Linked DNA regions of Mus musculus: regions 2 and 3 are each linked to region 1. A link is a contact called in public promoter capture Hi-C data. All regions are on one chromosome and are shown on one strand. Each heading gives the region's core, a stretch centred on a gene start, on an enhancer-like site or on the middle of the called end of the contact. The rest is flanking DNA. Distances are from core to core; before and after follow the strand shown. Region 1 holds the start of Arhgap8 (Rho GTPase activating protein 8). Region 2 holds the start of Pnpla3 (patatin-like phospholipase domain containing 3). Region 3 holds the start of Samm50 (SAMM50 sorting and assembly machinery component).

Region 1 (4,361 bases), core at 581-3,080:
GGACTGAAGCAATCAATCAGCATGCCAGGACTTGACCTCTGCTGGAGGACCACCAGAACACTTGGCAGATGTGGAGGCTACTACTCCCCATGAGGAAAGTGGCTGGCTCAAAATCCGCTAATCACGCTAGGTGTAATGGTTCTTTTTTTTTTTTTTTTTTGTATTGTCAGCTTTTGGAAGGTTGAGGCAGGAGGATTACCTTGAGTTTAAAGCCAGCCTGAGCTAAATAACAAGACCCGTCTCCAAGAAAGAAAAGGGGGGGAACCCCAAGCTCTCCCAAAATTCCCCTGAAGCTTTATCTGTGTCATGTGACCAGCTCAGTGAGATGATGGGGACTCAGGTATTGGGATGGTTTTCTGGTGTGATGAGAGTCTACGGCCAGGCACCTCTAGGTGACAGCTCTTGGCTACCCTATTATATATTTTGGTTTATTATTAGAGACAAGGTCTCACACACTGAGGCTGGCTTCAAACAACTATGTGGCCATAGATGGCTTTTTGTCCTCAATCTGATAAAAGTCCTGGGATTACAGCCTCAGGCCACCACACACCTGGTTTATGTGTCTCAGGGAAACAAACCCAGGGCTTTGTGTATTCTAGGCAGAGGTTCTACTAATTTAGTTACATCCTGCTGTTCTCTTTAACTGAGGCCACCTCTATGCCCCTCATTGACAGGAAACCCCCAACCTTACACAGTTCTCCAAAGTTGCACTTTACTGTTAGCGGATTCAAGTACATACCCGGGGCTCACCCATTTAGACTTCTTCTGGACCACCCAGCAACCTAGGGCCACACCCACCTGCTTAACTCCCACCCCATCTTCCAGCTCTACTGCAGCGTCCTCCACAAAAGTCCCCACACCCCCTGGCTTCGACCACGGAGAGCTTATTCTGGGCTCCCGAGAGCTGAGAACAGACAAGAGGCTGACCTGACCTCTGGGAACAGCTGGACTCAGACTTCCAGTTACCTGCCCCCTCCTCCATCCCGGTTCTGACTCGGGGAAGGGTTTGGCGGGGCATTCTACAAGGAACTCATAAACATATCTTGAAACAACAGAGGCCAATGAAGATTGCTTACTTTCCGAGGCGTACTGAGTTCTCACTTCGACCAAGTTCGCCCTGACTGGCTGACAGCGCGCGCACTAGAATCTAGTCCCAGAGCAGAACCTGGGACCGCCAGGCCCTTTCCCCACACCAGCCAAAAGAACTAAGGAATGCCACCCCTCCCCCCAGTGGCCTCCGCAGTTCCCCTAGCAGGGCCTCGGCAGCTAGCTACACTGACTGCACCTCCCTCTTAAGAATTCTCGAATTCTCGGGAGGCCTTTGCCAGGTTTGGGAAAGTGAAAGAAGCCCGCAGCAGTCTGCCTTACCTAAGTGGGGACTTCCCAGGCCCGCGGCCTATAAATCTTGGGAGTTGCACCCAGTGTGACAACGTGACCAGACAGACCCCAGTCTCGGGCCCCAAGTGCGAGTTCAGCATCCGCCCTGGCCTCAGTGTTGCCACCTGTTAGGCGGGAAAGATGCCACCATGATGCGCTCAGGTTTGGTGCGGGAGCCGAGGGGCTACTGCCATGTGCTGACCCCGGGGGCCCAAAGGGGACCGAACCTGGGTCGGAAGAAAAGCAGGGGGCACAGAAAGCGGGGACAAGGTGGGGAGTAGAGGGACACCCAGGAGAAGTTGGGACGGGAAGAGGCCAGGACCAGGGATAGGAGCCGCGCCTTCCCACCCGAGCAGGTCCCCAAGGGGGGGACTCACCGGACCACCGAGCACCTCACCTGGTCTCTGCAACGCCAGCCACACACCTGGCCCGTCCCCGGACAGGCCCCTCCCCAACAGGCCCCGCCCAATGTCAGAGCGCACAGCCGGGAGTCCCCAGGGTGGGCGGGACCAGGGTAGGTGGTTCTAACTCTAGGCGGGAGGGAGCTACGGGACGCTGGCCCTCAGCAGCTGCTAGCCCTCACTTTTACCCGCATTTGAGATGCGCCTGGTGAGAGGGGAAACAGGAGATCTGTGCTGAGTTGGAAAACACAGCCCGCGTCTCCAAGCGTCCGACCTGCTCTCCCAGGCCTGACCTCGGTGCGGGTACGGGGCTCTCTGTCTGCTGCCTCTGCCCTTGGGGTGTCGGGGTGTCGCTGTCCCTTCCCTTCTGAGTCTCCAGCCCTTCGTAGCTATGGTTCAAAACCACTCCCACAACCCTATGACTTGCCTCTAAGCACAAAGAGGCCTTGGTGACCTAGGGAGAACAGACCAGAGGTGGGGGCACGTAGGTGGTTTTACCAAAGCGTGGACTTCTGCCTCCAAGCTTCCGGACTTCACGCAGAGCCTGCACCTCTTTCCGGCTACACCTCATCTCCTGCCTCTACCTGTTGTCCACCAACCTAACGGCCTTGAATGATCTCAGCTCTCACCCTAACCCCAAGCTCAGGCTCCTAGCTGTGTTGGATACCCAGCCTATGCAGGGACATACTACGGCCTCCCAACTCCTCCTCATCTCATTCTTCCAATGGTGCGGTCCAAACTCGAGTCCTCCTCATATTCTATGTGTGGTCCACTCTCAAGCCCCAAGAGCACCTACAAAGTATGTCACTGTACCACATGCTGACCCCAGGGGACCAAAGGGGACTGAACCCAGGTTGGAAGGAAGGCAGGGGCACAGAAAGCAGGGACAAGGTAGGGGGTGGGTGAAGTTGGTGATCTCCTAGCCTCTTCCTCACTGGTCCATCTGTCTCCACACAGGCTCAGAGGCCCCTTTCTGAAGATTCTCACACAGAACTCCACTCGAAGTGTTCCCAGTAGATGAGGCAGCTCCACAAGCCAGCTGAAGGGATCATGGCCCTAGGGAACATTTGTGGAGCAGCTAAGAGAGCAGCTGAGACATCACTCACCTCTAGAGGGTGTTGTGACTTCAGGGGACAATCAACAGAAACCACCATCTCCAGTTTCTGGAAATAACTGGGTCTCAGCCAACCAGCACAGGCCCCACGGAGGGCAGGCTCCTCCAGTGGATCTGATGGACCTTACTGGATGGGGAGAAAGAGAAAACATGGCTTGCTGCATCTACCATCTCTACCCTCGTGGGGGAAGCTTGGCTCACTGTGGATGCTTAGTGAAAGTCGAAACCATGCCCACTGACCTTTGCTGAACACACAGCTGAAGCCCTGTGACAGAAGACAGCTTAACAAGCAGGTAGCATGCGTGATTTCTTCCTGTAAGAGTTTAATGTTTTTCTATTTATTTTTATTTCATGGTTATGGGTGTTTTGTCTGCATGTATGTGCATATACCACATGCAATGCACACAGTGTGCCCTTGGAGGTCAGAAGAGGGCATCTGATCCCCTGGAACTGGACGTACAGGGGGAAGGATCAAGATGGCTGGCTGATGAATCTAGATCCAACTGCATGAGCAGCCAATGTTCTTAGTCACTGTGCAATCTCTTCAGTCCCATTGCGTGTAAGTTTTACAGGAGATGGAGAAACTTCACAAGGAAAGGAGGACCCAGAGAGACCAGCACATTGTGTATTTTCATGCTTTGGTTTTAGGAAGGGTATTAGTCATGGAGGGATATGATAGGAGGGCAAAAGGTTGGAGCCTAACTGTAATAAACTGAGGGAAGTCAACCCCTCCTCAGTCAAACCTCTCCGGAAGCACCCCCAGAGCCATGCCCACAAGCATCTCTGAGGTTGAATCTTAGCCTTCAAACTCTCACAGCTCTGTCCTGCATCAGTTTTCCCAAGGGCCGTATTTGGGAGCAGTGTGTTCTGAGCCAACATCACTAGCCATCTGGTCACCATGGTGGGTGGGATCTAGGCATAGGATGAGGCAGAGTTGGCAAGGGCTTGAGTCTGTGGTTAACACTGCTCATTCCCTGGATCGAACCTGCCTGTGGCCTCTCTTTTATTTATTTATTTATTTATTTATTTATTTATTTATTTATTTATTATATGTAAGTACACTGTTGCTGTCTGAACCTGCCTGTGGCCTCTCTTTTATTTATTTATTTATTTACTTATTTATTTATTTATTTATTAATTTATTATATGTAAGTACACTGTTGCTGTCTTCAGACGCACCAGAAGAGGGCATCAGATCTCTGTTACAGGTGGTTGTGAGCCACCATGTGGTTGCTGGAATTTGAACTTTGAACCTTTGGAAGAGCAGTCGGGTGCTCTTACCCCCTGAGCCATCTCACCAGCCCGCCTGTGGCCTCTCTTACTTTAGCTGCAGGCACCAAAGCTGTCTATGATTGTTTGAGCTTGAGTTTTCTAGTCCACAGGATTTGAAGCATCCTGGTGGAAAAAGCAACCTTTTAAAAAAATTTTTTTCCTGGCAAGACCAGGGATTGAAGCCAGTGTCTTGCACA
Region 2 (4,361 bases), core at 610-3,109, 550 kb after region 1:
AGATGCCCCAAACACCTGTGCCCGTTCCAAGCCCTGGGCAATGCACCTTAGCAGCTCCCACCAGAGATAATCTGTAATTTTGTGCCCTCTCTGTGACCTGACAGGATAGCCCCAGGCTGTCCCTGTCTTCTGAGCAGTTACAAACACCCCACTTTATCATTGGTTCTCAATCTTCCCAGTGCTGGAACTCTTTAATACAGTCCCTCATGTTGTGGTTGCCCCCCCAAATATACAATTATTTTCGATGATACTTCATAATGTAATTTTGCTGTTATGAATCATAAGTATCTGTTTCCCAATGGTCTTTGATGACTCCTGTGAAAGGGTCATTAGACCCCCAGAGAGGCTGTGACCCACAGGTTGAGAGAACCATTGCTCTATATGAAAGTGGGTGTACTTAAGATTCCTGGAGTCAATGCATTTAAACCATGTCCCAATAATCATCCATCGCTATTGGGCTCAGAGCCCTCCATTTAAGAACTAACTGCCTTTAGTGCCGAAGCCCAGGGTGTGCAATGGCCACTGGACTAATCTAGTCTTTCCAGAGGCCACTCTCACTGCCCTTTACTCCTGGCTCCCTCCTCACTGGGAAACCCAGACAAGCAGGCACACAGCCAGATTTGCTTGTCTTCTAATCCCTGATTCTCATCGGCTCAGGGTCTGCTCACCGATCCCATCCAATGGCAGAGCTCCGCTCATCAGCAGGGGCTTTCCCCTGCCTGCCAAAGTCTCTCCCTGCTGGCTGTGGCCAGCAGAGAGCAAAGAGTAAAGTGTTAAAGAGGCCCCAGATCAAAGAGGGTTGATGTGGGACATTGTCATGCAGCCTGGGGACCTTTGGGTGTCAGCAGTCCGCCCCCCCCCCCGTGGGCACTTAGCCAAGCCCTGCCCACAACCCCAAAAGCATCCGGCTATGACACTGGGAAGAGAAGGCATCACATCCTAGTAGTTTAGTGGGGGAGAGGAGAGTACTCGCCTCCTCTCGCTCATGGGTGCATGGGCAAATGTTTAATTAGGCCAAGATTCAAATGCCCTGAATGTCAGTGACATCGATCTGGGAAGGGCCGCTTATCTAGGCTAGTGAAGACAGGAGAGAGTGGAACTGGATCTGTCTGGGAACCCATTCCAGCTTCTAGGGAGTGTTCCAAATATTTCTCTAATCCACGTACCCCGCCCCCACCAGCCACCTCTAAAGGCAACCGGAGCATTGGACTGCCACTAAGGGTGTTCTAGTCTGGGTGCCTTCTGCCCTTCCTGGCGGCACCAGCCATGGGACACTAGCCAGAGCCACACAGGACAAACCTTCTGCGGCTCAGGGACCAGAGGACCCGGCAAACCTGCGTCGTTCCCTGCTGCTCAGGGATGACCCAGCTGACAGGACCAGGGCGCCAGAGCGGGTCAGGAAGAAGATGCTCGGAGCGCGTCTGCTCCAGCCGGCCCCGGGAAATCCCACGCCAGGTGACAGGCCCAGGGTCTCCAGCTGAGTGCTCAACGGCACCGGGAAGGATGAGAGCTCTCCGGACAGGTTTCTTCGGGCACCCCGGAAAGTGTTACCGATTCCCCAGGTGTAGCAACCCCTCCCCGCACGCGGGGCCTGGGTAGTGGCCGTGGACGCACCGAGAGGGAGACTGCACACGAAGGTGACCGCGTGCAGTGCACCGGCCGAGCAGCCAAAGAAAGTGCGCGCATCGCGGAGGAGGTGCGGGGCGCGCTCGCTCAGACATAGCGTAGCCCCGACGTGGTAGAAGCCCAGGAAGCCGCAGCCTGCAAACGACAGGCTCCAGCGGCGCTCTGGGTCATACATGGTGCTTGAAGCTCCGGGCGGCGCTGCAGTTCAGCTCTGCTCCCGGTGTTGCTGCTCTGAGCTTAAAGAGCCGCAGCCGCCTAAGCTGTCTTCGGGTGACGTCAGCTGAGGCCCCGCCCCACTAGGACCATGCAAATAAGCCAGTGGGAGGCCCAATGGGCGTACTGGACTCATGCCCCGCCCCATGTCCCTCCCGCGTGGGCTTTCCCAAATCCTAGGCTTGGATGCTTGCTGGGCAGAATGGCTCTTTGAATACCCTTTTCTTTCAGGTTCTGGATGGCACGCCGGTGGCACTCTCTCCTTTTCTTTATTACACGAGAGATGCTACCATCCACATGCTGTCTTTCCTTTATTTTCATGTAGGGTGTCTGTTTTTGCAGTTATTTATTTTGCTTTCTGTTCGTTTTTAATTCATGGAGAGAGGTTTTCTTCCTCCCTTCCTTCCTCCCTCCCTCCTTCCCTCCCTCCCTCCCTTCCTTCCTTCCTTCCTTCCTTCCTTCCTTCCTTCCTTCCTCTTAAAAAGATACTTAGGCTCCCCGCCCCCATGTTTATGAGTATTTTGTCTGCATGTATGTCTATGCACCATGGGTGTGCAGTGACCAAGGAGGCCATAAGAGGACGTTAAACCTCCTAGAACTGGAGTTGCAGAGGATTGTGAGCCATCGCGTGGATTCTTGGACTCCACTCTGGTGCTCTGTAAGAGTAGTTGTGGCCTCTACCGCTGAACCATCCTTTCAGCGCCTTGTTTAATTTTACAGTACTAAGAACTGAACCTCGGCCCTCCTGCATGCTAGGCAAAGGCTCTACCACTGAGCTGCCCTGGGTTCCTTTTTCTTTTAACCAGCTGCCTCCTTCAGTGACTCAGCCTGGACTTCAGCCTCTGGCCCCTTTGCCACAGCCTCCTAAGTAACTAAGACTACAGGAAGACAACACCAGGCAGGGAGGACCTGAAGTTTCCATGTACAAGTGTCACTTATAAATAAAATATGTGATTGGCCGGTGCCAATGAAGGCAGGAGTAAGGAAAGCTGGGAGCTAGATGGTTTGTGGTCCTGTCTGTGCCTCTTCTGACTACAAAGTATCTTTGACCAAGTATAGCAATACAATTTGTACACTACTCTTTTTTTTCTTTTTTTTTTTTTTTAGATTTATTTATTTATTTATTATATATAAGTACATTGTAGCTGTCTTTCAGACGCACCAGAAGAGGGCATCAGATCTCATTACGGGTGGTTGTGAGCCACCATGTGGTTGCTGGGATTTGAACTTCGGACCTTCGGAAGAGCAGTCGGTGCTCTTACCCACTGAGCCATCTCACCAGCCCCTGTACACTACTCTTTAATAGAATATTTTAGTTAAAATTTATTTTTAATATTCTTATGTGTATGGGTGTTTTGGCTGCATGCATAGCTGTGTACCACATTCAGGTTTAGTACCCATGAAATCTAGGAGAGAGTATTGGACTCTTGAGCATCTTCTTCCCAGCCCACTCCGGCACTCTGGTTTGGAATGCCCCCCCCCCACACACACACACACTTGGGTCCTACCAGCTGGGGCATCCCTGGAATTGGAGTCACAGACAGTTGTTAATCACTCTATGGGTGCTGGGAACCTAACCCAGGTCCTATGGAGAAGCAACATATGAACCACTGAACCATCTCTCCAGGCCTCTAGTAGAATGGTTTGCTATTGTTTCAGGCAGAAGAAAAAAGAACAAAAGAAAAGTTACAAAATCCCTCACCCCACAGAACAAATTTCTTTTTTTTTTTTTGGTTTTTAGAGACAGGGTTTCTCTGTGTAGCCCTGGCTGTCCTGGCACTCACTTTGTAGACCAGGCTGGCCTCGAACTCAGAAATCCGCCTGCCTCTGCCTCCCGAGTGCTGGGATTAAAGGCGTGCGCCACCACGCCCAGCTAGAACAAATTTCTTTAAAAAAAAAAAAACTTTCTTGAGATAGGCAGTGTGCACACACCTTCAATCCCAGCACTTGGGAAGCAGAGGCAGGTGGAGCTCCAAATTCGAGGTTAGCCTGGTCTACAGAGTGAGTTCCAGGATGACCAGGGCTACACAACACATGTGTTCAGTAATGTGAAATGTGTGATTCCTTCTGCATGAATGTTGCGTAGGATTCAAAAGCTACCCCATCCAGTCATGTCTCAAAGGAACAACACAGGCTGGAATCTTCTGCATGGCAAGAATGGTCCTTGGTACTTCAATATCCAGAGAACAGAATCCCCATTTCCATTATGGAGGGTGAAAACTGTGACAGGGTTGAATCTAGGGGGGAAAAGATGGCTTTACATCCTTTCTCATGGCTCATGTGTCTGTTTGTCCATATTCCTCTCTTGGTCTCCTGTCTGAATTTTAGAAAAATATAAGGGCCCACTGGCCACACATTGTCTTCTTGCCTATCCTCGTGTGCTGAGAGAGACCCGGAAGCAGTCTTCCGAACCAGAAGCATGAGGTTCAGGTGAGGCTAAGCATGAATCACAGTCAGCACGGTGCTAGGAGCCCTTCCCTCTCCCTCATCCCAGGGCTGTGTCTGCCTAACAACCAAACTCC
Region 3 (4,361 bases), core at 1,112-3,611, 530 kb after region 1:
CTCCACACCTGCCCTGAAGACTGGTCTTCAGAGGACCTATGTGGAGACACACCTAGACTCCAAGCCAGTATAAGTGCCTCCATCACGAGGCCATGCTGGCTGCCTGCATCGTCTGAAGATCCACCTTAAATGCTATCTATCTTTGGAGGGGGTGAGGTACTCAGACAGGAACACAGGCCTTGAATTTACTGTGATTCTCCTGCCTCTGATTCTTAAGTGCTGCAATTATAGGCACGAGCCACCATGCCATGCTAAATATCCCCTCTGAACCATTCTGTGTGGTTTTGTGTGTGTGTGTGTGTGTGTGTGTGTGTGTGTGCGTGCTACAGAGAGACACACAAATAAAGAGAATACCCATGTGTGAAGGGTCAGACTCAAGTTCTCACAAACCCAGGGATGGTCTCATAGTCGCTACATAGCCAAGAACAGTCTGGAAGCCCTAAACCTCCTGCTTCCAACTCCCAACTTTCTGGAATTACAGCCACCATGTCCGGGTCCAAAGGGATACCTCTTAAATGTTAGAATTTTGTGACTTCAGACAGTTTCTCCCTTTTTTGGTACTCAATTCCTATTCATGGGATACTGATTAAATGCAATTTTCTTTTGTTCTTTTACTAAGTGAGGGGAAAAGAAAAAGGCAGGTGCATGCCTAGAGCCCTAGTACTCGGGCTGGCAATGGTTCCACGCTAATATGGGCACTTACCAAGGATGACAGACAAGACATCATTTCACGTCACTATTCATTGGGTTCCTGCTGTTAGTAATCTTAAATCACTATTAACGTCTGCCAAGTATGAAAACATCAGGCAGAGGAGGAATGTGCATGTGGATCCATGTGTAATCCAACGGTTGGCAAATCCGCTTTGTAAGGGCAAAGTCTGCATTCTATTATTTAAAAAGTTCCAATGGTCCCTCCTAAGATGGCAAAGCATGACACAAAGTCCTCCAGAGGCCACCAGCCCCACAATCTGGAGGGCAGATGTCACTGTGGTTCACACTTCTGCCACAGCTCAGTATCCTCCAGGACCTGTTTACCAATGGGGATTCTCTCACTACGTAGTGTTTGTTTTGTTTTGTTTTTAGACAGGGCCTCACTATATAGCTCTCGCTGGCCTAAAATTCACTGCATAGACAGGGCTGGACTTGAACTCACAACAAATTCACTGTATCTGCCTCCTGGGTGCTGAGATTAAGGGTGTGTAGTGCCATGCCTAGCTACTGGATCTATAAGCCCAGCTACTCAAAGGTATGAAGGATTCCAAATTCAAGGCCAGCCTGGACTACAGACTGAGCTCCAGGCTGGCCCTGACAGCCTAGTGAAGGAAAATAGTTGAAGAGATCTATGGATATAGCTCAGTGAGTGCTTGCCCGAGATACTGACACATGCTCGTCAGAAGCTTAGACAAGACTACTAATATGAGGCTAGCCTGGGCTACAAAGCCAAAGTCAGAAATAGGGATGGAGGAGATGCTGAGACAGCACAAGGGTCTTCTATAGTTTGCTCTGCCCATTTATGGGGAGGGAGCTCATTCTGCCCAATTCCAGGTTGCCAACTCAATGAAAGCCAACTCAAAAGTGAGGACAGATCGGCAGGCACAGGCACTCGCCCCTTAGGGCCTAATCACCAGAGTTCCATTCCCCAGTTTCCACACCACAAAGTAGGAGAAAACTGACTCCAGCTGTTGTCTTCTGACCTCCACATGCATGCACACACACACACACACACACACACACCCCTTTTTAAGCAATAGTGCTGGGTTGGAGCGATGGGTTCAGCAGGTACTGCTCTTGCAGAGGACCAGAGTGGTTCCTGACACCTATAAGGAGGCTCACAACTCTCTGGAACTACAGTTTCAGGGGATCAATTGCCCCCTTCTGGCCTCCACGGGCTATGCACACAAAGTGCGCGCGCACACACACACACACACACACACACACGCGCGCGCGCGCACACACTGGTGCACATAATAGTAACTGGAAACTGTAAAACAAGGCTGCAAAATAACTTGTTGTGTCTTGTCTTCTGACAAACCCTTCTTCCAAGCCTTGGTGCTGTAAGGTCACCTGGGGAAATTCCGCTGAATGACCTTGGGCAAGTCACCACTGCCCTCCCGACCGCGACAGACAGCCTCCGGCCCAAAGCAGCTCCCACACCCTCGCTGCCGCCCTTGCCCCAGGCGCGCGTGTCCCGCCCAGCCGCCGCGGGGGCCTCTCACCCGGGCGTGCACTGTCCCCATGGCTCCCTCTCCGGCTGCTGCCCCAAGGCGGTGCCCGCGCCCAACCAAACTCAGCTACAAACACAAGAGGCTCGGCTACAGGTCACGGAAGCTGCGTGCCGAGCGCCGCCATGTTGTACCACCTAGGGTCCGCCCCCTGACTCAAGACCCTCCGCTCATTGGTCCGTATGAGAGAGTGACCCGGATGTTCACAAGAACGCCAGGAAGCCCAGTGCAAGCGTGGAGCGTTCAGTGACGCCCAGAAAGCTGCGGTTATGGGCAGAGCTGGTCCCGTGAAAAGGCAACGGAGCTGAGCTCCTCGTTGTATGGGGGCTTACCCCGGTCTAGTCCTTGGAGCCTCAGTTCCACTTCTAAGGTGTGAGCAGAAGGGCGCAAGGAAGACAGAGTGTGTGCTCCGGGAACCGACGGGTCCAGTAAAAAGGGTCTGGGCTGAGGATGGGGTGGAGGCGTCTTTAAAGAGAGTTCGGTATGTAAAGATACTTGCCTCCAAGCCTGACAGCTTGGTTCAATCCTGCAGACCCACATGGTGTTAGGAGCGAACAGACTCTCAGAAGTGAATAAATTTCGCCTTCCCAGACTCCTCAGAAATGTGTATGACATTTAATTTATGTATTTACTTATTTATGAGACAGGGTTTCTCTGTGTAGCCCTGGCTGTCCTGGAACTCACTCTGTAGACCAGGCTGGCCTCGAACTCAGAAATCCGCCTGCCTGTCTCCCAAGTGCTAGGATTAAAGGCGTGCGCCACCACTGCCTGGCGACATTATATTTCATTTAAAGGTTTTTCCTGTGTAGGCCCGAGTGTCCTGGAACTTGCTCTGTAGACCAGGCTGGCCTCGAACTCACTGAGCTCCATCTGCCCCTGGCCTCCAAGTGCTGGAATTAAAGGTGCATGGACCACCACCACCCACATTCATATTTTTAAAAAATACTTATTTATTTATTATATGTAAGTACACTGTAGCTGTCTTCAGACACTCCAGAAGAGAGCATCAGATTTCGTTACGGATGGTTGTAAGCCACCATGTGGTTGCTGGGATTTGAACTCAGGACCTTTGGAAGAGCAGTTGACACGCTTAACCGTTCAGCCATCTCACCAGCCCCAGATTCATATTTTTTAAAAGATGAATGGAGCTCTCTTGAGTGTTCAGGTGAGGACGGTTACATAAACAAAAAAGACAGCTGTGCGTTTGTGTTTTGGTAGCAGAAACAGTTACTGTGCCTCAAAAGAATAATGTAATAAAAGCCACTGGTAGCTCTGAACTGCAGTTTACTAAAGATAGAGTGGGGTTCCTGTCCTCTGACCTGCAGTCAACCTGACACCACTGCACTTGACCACTGAAGCCTAGCTTCCTTTTCCATCCCCTCCTTCCGGGACACTCCTGACCTTTTTCTCGTTAAGCATCTGCAAAGATGGGGCCCATGTTCCCGTGAATCTGAGCCTGACACCATGCAGGGATTCATGAATAATTGCTATGTTCCTATCCTAACGCAATCTAGGGTACTTAGCTACTTTCCTTCCCAAAGACAGAGCTGGGTGAGGGCAGCCTGGTCTACATAGATGGCCCCAGCACAGCCTGGGCTACACAGAGAGACCCTGTCTCAAGCAAACAAAACAAAAAAGCCCTAAGGGCCCAGAATCATTCTCCCATCATGCACATACAATGTCTGTTAGTGCCACTGGTCAGGAATAGGACCATTGTCACAATTTTTGAGACAAATTTGAAGTGAGCTTTAATAAATAATGGCCAGGACAATAGACACTAGCTAGGTCCATACCCAGAATTCCCAGACTATGGCATCAAATTGCTTACAAAGGCAAAGCCCACAAGGCTATGTACTTTCTGCCTTCATCCACTGGAGGCAAGTATACCTCTCACCTATATGTGGTCATCACATCCTGTGCAGTTGGGGCCACCAAGCTTGTTTGCAGAAGTTATCTTACGTGGACAACAGCCTCCAGCAATCCAGGAAGTTATCTGTCCTGGGCCAAGTGGGACTTACAGGTTAGAGGCTTTTTTTTTATATAGGTCTCTTAAGCACAGTAATTTAAACTTAAAACATACCTTTAGCCCTCATATGTTCTCCCTGTTAGATTATTTAAAAAGCAGTTGTAGAGGGAGAG

Evidence for each region. Promoter capture Hi-C pulls out the DNA fragments that hold promoters and counts their contacts. Capture Hi-C pulls out chosen DNA fragments and counts their contacts.
Region 2: a promoter capture Hi-C map of adipose tissue shows a contact between it and region 1, with 2.8 times the contacts expected there. The contact joins the promoter of Pnpla3 here to the promoter of Arhgap8 in region 1. A contact is called at or near these places in 3 of 39 promoter capture datasets (hematopoietic stem and progenitor cells, hippocampal neurons and liver), 1 of 115 datasets of contacts at active chromatin or transcription factors (extraembryonic endoderm stem cells) and 2 of 9 other capture datasets (adipose tissue and liver).
Region 3: a contact with region 1 is called in a promoter capture Hi-C map of hippocampal neurons, with 4 times the contacts expected there. The contact joins the promoter of Samm50 here to the promoter of Arhgap8 in region 1. A contact is called at or near these places in 9 of 39 promoter capture datasets (the 3T3-L1 cell line, 3T3-L1-derived adipocytes, the C10 cell line and 5 more), 2 of 484 Hi-C or Micro-C datasets (3T3-L1-derived adipocytes and B cells), 7 of 115 datasets of contacts at active chromatin or transcription factors (astrocytes, embryonic stem cells, extraembryonic endoderm stem cells and 3 more) and 1 of 9 other capture datasets (adipose tissue).

Annotation. Positions count from the first base shown.
Region 1 is chr15:84,717,521-84,721,881 of GRCm38.p6, reverse strand. It overlaps Arhgap8 (Rho GTPase activating protein 8), which reads right to left and starts at 1,830. Exons shown (of 12, transcript NM_001164628.1): 1 at 1,775-1,830. Gm20556 (predicted gene, 20556) reads left to right here and starts at 1,616. Exons shown (of 3, transcript NR_040347.1): 1 at 1,616-1,891; 2 at 2,736-3,185.
Region 2 is chr15:84,165,314-84,169,674 of GRCm38.p6, reverse strand. Pnpla3 (patatin-like phospholipase domain containing 3) reads right to left here and starts at 1,859. Exons shown (of 8, transcript NM_054088.3): 1 at 1,615-1,859. The coding sequence starts at 1,801. Mir6392 (microRNA 6392) reads right to left here and starts at 1,405; the gene lies at 1,298-1,405. It overlaps Gm33530 (a long non-coding RNA gene), which reads left to right and starts at 3,845. Exons shown (of 3, transcript XR_384288.2): 1 at 3,845-4,269.
Region 3 is chr15:84,190,240-84,194,600 of GRCm38.p6, reverse strand. It overlaps Samm50 (SAMM50 sorting and assembly machinery component), which reads right to left and starts at 2,361. Exons shown (of 15, transcript NM_178614.5): 1 at 2,217-2,361. The coding sequence starts at 2,237.